2 separate regions of the Rattus norvegicus genome follow, and region 1 is linked to region 2. Evidence: chromatin contacts called from public Hi-C data. All regions are on one chromosome and are shown on one strand. The core of a region is the stretch at or near the end of the contact, and the rest is flanking DNA. Distances in the headings are between cores, read along the strand shown.

Region 1 (3,155 bases), core at 651-3,150, 74 kb before region 2:
GTAATTCAGTCATGTGGGTGGTTCGTTTTATTTGTGGTACTTATGTCTGAAAGCCATCATTAATCCTTTTAGGAAGAGGCAGGGGTTGATGGATCAGGACTAGAAACAAAGGCCAGTAGGGAACTAGGGAGGGAAGAACTCCCACTGAGAAATCCAAGTCCTAGAGGATATGGCATTTTGGTTGGTGTTGAGAAACCAGAAGAATACAGGGGTGGGGCATGCCACGTCCACTCCCTTCCTAAAGACAAGTAAAACAGAACATTGGCCAATTCTTGCTAAATATTTGTCTTCAGAACAGTTTCATGGCCCTCTCATTTTTGCCTCTGTTTCTTACATAGGTAGGCCTATAAAGACACACTTAGAGGCAACGTCACATTCAAAAGCAGAAAATTCACACAAAACACACACTCGTGAGCATGCATTAATATCCTTAACAATTCACATGAAAACACAAGTTTTCATATTTGAGGACTCAGAGATACCATCTTCACAGAAAGACTCACAAATGTGTTTATGCTTCCATACACAAGCTCCAACATATCCTTTCCCCACCCACTACTCACTCAGGCAAATAAATGCATGCTTTTGTTAACACACAGGAGTTCACACACAAATCTCATCCTGCCTGTCTGGTTAGAGGAGAATGACTAATGGGAAATCATGCACAAAGGCAAGCATCCTAGGAGAGGCCAGGAATGGGTTTACAGTGAGGCTGGTGTGATGGAATTAAGCCATCAGATGACAAACTTGTCCTGCCAGGCTGCACCTAAAAGTTGCTCAGCTGAGGCTACAATGTCGGACAGCACTGGATCTTGGGTGATGGTGCAAGTTTGCCTGCCTGATTTCCAACTTCCTCCAGAGTTTCATGTCATCCAGGGTCAAGCTCTGTTATCAGCCCAACCCCAGTGCCGGCAACAAGCAGGACTCTCTGGGGACTCAGGGGCGGTGTGGGCTGCTTTCCAACCTTAGGCTTGTCCTGACATAGTGCAACCCCAAGTGGTTAGCATTAATGACGGTTTACAACGTTGGGCCAAGCATTGGGTTAAGCCCTTCATGATTTCATTTTCACAACTCTGTGAGGGGGATGGGGTGTGCCCTCTCATCTCACCATTTATTTAGGTGGTTAAGAAAATTGCTTGAGCCACAATTCAGCAAGAGAGACAAGGAGCTGAAATCCAACCTGGTCCTATTCTATCTTTCCGAGGTTCTGGGCATAAGGTGTGTATGCCAGTTTGTCTCCTCTGGGTCAGAAGCTTGCTTCTTGTGCTTATGATTGGGCTCCAGGCCGTCCCATCCGGCTTAGTGCGGGGCCAGGCGATCAGCAGGTGCTTACCGGGGGCACAGAGGTTGGCTTGCTGAAGCTGTCAGCAAGAGCTTTAGTTTCCCCATCTCTGAAATGGGGATGGCAGCGCTGACCCCGCAGGCCCGAGGTCAGCTGTCTTGAACAACACAGTGAGAGCCCAGCTCCATCTACATTATCGTTGCCACCACCCTCGCCCATCCCAGGGATGCAACACACTCCCCGCCTGAGTCCGGGTGCGGCTCCGGTGCCCCCATTGTTCAAAAGGGCGGAGATGCTGCCCACAGGGACCCCCGCCCCGAGTCCAGCTCGCATCCCAGTGAAACAGATAATCTGGCCCAGAGTCGGCCGCGCGGGCCGTGTCCTTTGTCTGCACGGCGGCGTTGGGTGCCCAAGGCCCGCGCCCCGCTCTGTGGGTAGACAAAGCCGGAGCGGCGGCGAACCCAGCCGGCTCCAAAACCTCTCGCGCCTCCCGACGTCCCGCCTTCTTCCCCCTGATTCCTCTGATTGGTTTGTGCCATTACAAAGAGGCCGGGAAGCTGGCGGGTCACGTGAGTATACGCGACTTCCAATTGGTTGGGCTCCGCTGCCTATCGAGGAGGGCGGGCAGTGCGCGCTCCTCCCCGTCGCTCCCTCCGCGTTGAGGCCCGCCCGCAGGGCCGGCCGCCTGTCAGAGGGAGGTGGCGATGGTGCTCTTGGTGGCGGCAGCGGCGGCAAAGCTTTCCTTGGGCGGACAGCAGGGAAAAGAAGATGACTGACCGATCAACTGGATGAATGAATGAATGAATGGCGGAGCCGAGCGCGCCATGAGGAGCCTGCCGAGCCTGGGCGGCCTCGCCCTGTTTTGCTGCGCGGCAGCCGCAGCCGCTTCAGCAGCCTCGGCAGGGAATGTCACCGGTGGCGGCGGGGCCGAGGGGCAGGTGGTCGCGTCGCCCAGCCCTGGGCTTCGAGAACAGACCAGCAGCCCTTTCTCTAAGGCCGCGGCTCCCACGGCGCAGGCCCCGCGGACCGGCCCCCCGCGCACCACAGTCCACAGAACCGGGGCTGCGACCCCGTCAGCCGGCTCCCCGGAGACCATCCCTGTCCGCACCAGCGCACAACCCGCAGCCACCCTCTTCCCGGTTGTGGACCTGTCGTCCGCCACCCCTTCGGAGGACGGACACACTCCCACCACCGAACCACTGCCTTCCAGACCCGCGCCCACAACTCTTGCGAGCACAGCTGGCCAGGCGCCGACCACCTCTGTAGTCACCACCGCTCAGGCTTCCAGCACTCCGGGGACCCCGACTGCCGAGTCCCCGGACCGTGGCAGAAACAGCAGCAGAGTCCCGCCCACCGCACCTGTCACCGAAGCCCCTACTCCTCCTCCCCCAGGTGAGTCTCGGCGCTTCCTAGTCTTCTGGACCTTTCCCAGGCACTGCCTATTTACACACCAGCCTAGTCACCCTGGCCTCTTATTACCCAAGAGCTTCCCAAGGGAAGATCCAAGCTCCAGCTAGAGTAAACCCCCAATCCCTCCAAATCTAGAAAGTCTTTTGTCCCCCAACCCAGTGCTGTGCTCCATCCAGAGGGAGCTGCTGCTATGAGGAAGATGGGGGACTCTTCCAAAAACAGGGTTCTCTGGCTTTTGTCAGAGTCCAGGAATGGGCACAAACTTTTGTATTGGATCAGCCCAGAAGGCCACCCCACCTGAGATATTTGGGGGAAAGTTTGAAAGCTAGAGTGGTGCTTTATCAATGCCTAGGTAAAAACCTTTAAGGGATTCTCTCAAAGCTCTAGTTTCCTTGTTTCTTTAATAGTTAATAGATGCTGGTGTCGTGTGTGTGTGTGTGTGTGTGTGTGTGTGTGTGTGTGT
Region 2 (3,370 bases), core at 599-3,098:
CTCTATTTTAATTAGCCATCTCAATGTCTTGCCAAACTAAATTGTTCTCCCAAGTTAAAGCAAGAAAAAAGAAAACTGATAGACTTAGTTAATGGAATTTTTCTGTTTCTTGTTCTCTATGTCTGAGTGCCAACATGTAACCTATCTGAGAAAGAGAGAAAAATGAGTAAGGCTCTTTAGTGACCAATAACATGTATCTATTTTGTGTATGTGTGTGTACACACCTGTGTTTAAGGTTTCCCATGAAGGCCAGGAAGGGCACTGAATCCCCTGAAACTGGCATTAAAGACATTTGTAAACTGCCTGATATAGGGAAAAACTCTGTTCTCATACAAGAACAGCAAGGGTCCTTAAACTCTGAAAGGTCCCTCCAGATCCTACTGACCAAAAATACATCAATTAACATATATTTAGTTAAAGTTAATGACAGTATAACTAAATGTGTATATGAACAGGTAATTTATATCCTGCAAATCTTAAGAATCATATAGACAAATGTTTTAATGACAAAAACATGCCAAGATGTTTGATACTTAAAAAAATAAATTAAATCGTTAGCTAGTTGATACATATAGTCTAGCTGGCTTTGATCCTGCATAATGTAGGACTTCCAGAGTTTTCCCTTCTCACTTGTAAAATATTCTTTCTAGAAACTGCAAATGTGTTCGTATGCTCTTTGCCTAGCTATATGTTGTTCTAAAGCAGTGAAAAAAAATTAAGTGGTTATCCTTTAATTTCTTGCTGGTTCTTAAAAGAGGATCTTAAAAAAAGTCAACAACTCCGAGTTTTCCCTGTGTTTAAATACTCCTATTCTAATGAGTCCTAGGGGAAAAACATGATCTAAGAATATCATTACTACGTCACAGTTGCTATCATGTTTGAGTTGAAGTTTGTGCTTAGGCTGTGAATATAATTTATAGTTTTCACAATAACCCTATAAAAGTTGTAGTTATTTTCATTGCATAAATAATAACTAGGCTATTGGGGAGAGTTCATGCTTTGTACCAAGAACTCACCAGCAAAGCTGGATGAGAACCAAGGTGAGACTCCTTGGTCTGTTTTCCATAAACTCTGATACCTTCTCTCTTGTCTTCCACTCCTCCCAGTTAATCACTATGAGGATAAAATAATGGAATTTTATTTAAAGAAAAAGATTGGATAGTACTTGTTGCACAGATATATGCCAAATCTTGAAATGACAGACTTTGGAGGATATTTTTTAAATGAGTAATTATTCGTGTTGGAAAAACATTTGCTTTACGTAATTACTTTTTGGTAAAGATTAAACCCAGGGTCTTGCACAAGTTTGCATGCTCTCCAGATTGGGCTGTAACATCATCTCTAAGAGATAATTTTCTGTAATACTTTACTGACTTTGTTTTTGAATAGATCATTCATGTATAATGTAGATTCTGAATATTAAATCTTCCCAATGTATTAAAGCCTCACAATATTTATTGTACCAGTGATTATGTAGAATGTGTAAACATTGACACTATAAGAAAATCTGAAAACCCATTGGAATAGTTTAAGAAATGTGGAGTATATGCCTAGATTTCCTACATATTGTAAGTAAACTTTTTCTCTGTAGAGTGTTCAAAGTTTGCTAGAAATTCGAGTCCCTAGGATATGACACTGGCGGAACAAATTCTACTTTAAATGTCTTGCTAGTATATCTTACAGATTTCTGATTTCTATTCATATTGCGATGCTATGCTTTTACTTATTTTACAGAGAGGAAACTGTGAATCTTCAGTTATTTCCTTTCAAATCTGTGGATAAGCAGAGGCTTTTTGCAGCTCCCTCCCCCACATTTATATCCTTGACCTTTGCCTCAGAAAGCAGCAGTCTGTAACAAGGAGCCCATGAAAGAGAGTGTTGTACAGCATTATTCTATAAAAGAAGTCACACAGGCTAAGCTTTATGTTTGCTGAGTGATTTAATTCTTACACATGCTGGAATTGGCTGTGGACCATGCATAACATGATGAAAAAGCACTTTTAGTGCAATATCACAAGCAAACTTCCCACTCTACTCCATTGGGATTTTTGGGGTTTTTTTTTTTTTTTTTTTTTTTTTTGGTTTTGTTTTAAGTGAAAAGAAAGCACTTACTTTCCTGTTATTAAAAAAAAATCTACCCAGGAAAAGTGAATTGTGGTATCTAGATCCAATCACTGGCTTCATTAGGATTCCTGAAATTACTCTGGTTGGTTTTAAAATAAGCTACTAAGGGATATACTCTCCAGGGGAAAGGATGCCAGCTGACATCAGTGTTTTGAGTTCCCCACAGAATTCTAAAGGGAAAACATAGCCAGCAACAACAACTCAGGAAACATGGCTATATCATAGCTACAGGGTGTTTGTGACTCAGCGTCCCATGGCAGTCTAGGTAGACCCTCAGAAGTTGTTCCTGATCCATTCGAATACTAAGTAATGACTTAGAGGAGTGAAGAGCAAGCATGTTTTCATGGACGACGGAAATGTTTGAAACGTGGCTAATAAGTGCAGTTAGAAATCTGCAGGAAGAGTGATTTTCTTTATAGTTTTCTCATATGTCCTTTGTTTCAGACATGATGAATGTCCATCTTCTTTGCCAAATCATGTAGTGGCTTTAGGGTATTCTTGGGTAAAACTAGATATCAGTGTATCTTTTCTGTTTTGCAAAGTTACTTAAGAGGCATGCTTGGTAAATGTCTACTGAACCTTTTAAAATACCAGAGCTCATCCACTCTATGGACAGTACAAAATTTAAATTCTAATCTAACTTGAATATCTAAATACTTGATGGTATATCCTCCGAGAACCTTGTACTTTGTTACCCTATGACAGTTTTCCAATTATCACATTGTTCAGCTTCTGTTTCAGAATACTTGATTTTTACTGACCGTGAAAAAGAGATGTTATTTATTCTAGATCAGGTATAAAACAATCAATTATCAGAACCTTAGGAGTAGTGAGATATGAGAGATAAACCTAACTCATTGATTGTAAACAATAACTCTGCCTTCCCAGTAGCAAATGAAAGATTGTAACTTCCACTAGAAGAGAGATCCAGAGGATTAATGAGGATATTATTTTTAACATTGGTCTTCAACACAGTGGTTTATTGTTTATTATTATCATTATCATTATTATTATTATTATTAGTAGTAGTAGTAGTAGTAGTAGTAGTAGTAGTAGTATTGTTATAGTGCTCCTGCTTTTAGGATATCTCCATTTTAAGTCCTTTTTTTTCTTATTTGCCAGGAAATTACATGGGTGAATGGACTAGGTAGCTTTGAATAAAAATGCAGTTCAATACAATATTTTTATTTAACATACAATATTGCAGAGGTAGTATTTAATATTAACCCAATACTGACTTTCTTTT

Evidence for each region. A called contact is a pair of places that touch in the nucleus more often than the background predicts.
Region 1: a Hi-C map of liver shows a contact between it and region 2, with 2.1 times the contacts expected there. The contact joins the promoter of Megf9 here to the enhancer-like site in region 2. A contact is called at or near these places in 8 of 12 Hi-C or Micro-C datasets (the A7r5 cell line, Schwann cells, frontal cortex and 4 more) and 1 of 1 datasets of contacts at active chromatin or transcription factors (oligodendrocytes).

Annotation. Positions count from the first base shown.
Region 1 is chr5:89,119,476-89,122,630 of GRCr8, reverse strand. It overlaps Megf9 (multiple EGF-like-domains 9), which reads left to right and starts at 1,900. Exons shown (of 6, transcript NM_001107940.1): 1 at 1,900-2,674. The coding sequence starts at 2,083.
Region 2 is chr5:89,044,974-89,048,343 of GRCr8, reverse strand. The region is part of intron 2 of Megf9 (multiple EGF-like-domains 9); the gene reads left to right. Among named protein-coding and RNA genes, the nearest start is that of Cdk5rap2, 71 kb to the right of the region's middle. Within about 2 kb of position 1,848, at least 14 of the 93 cell types and tissues checked have an H3K27ac peak or open chromatin away from gene starts, as enhancers often do. A contact at or near this core is called in Schwann cells and liver, where this site is marked.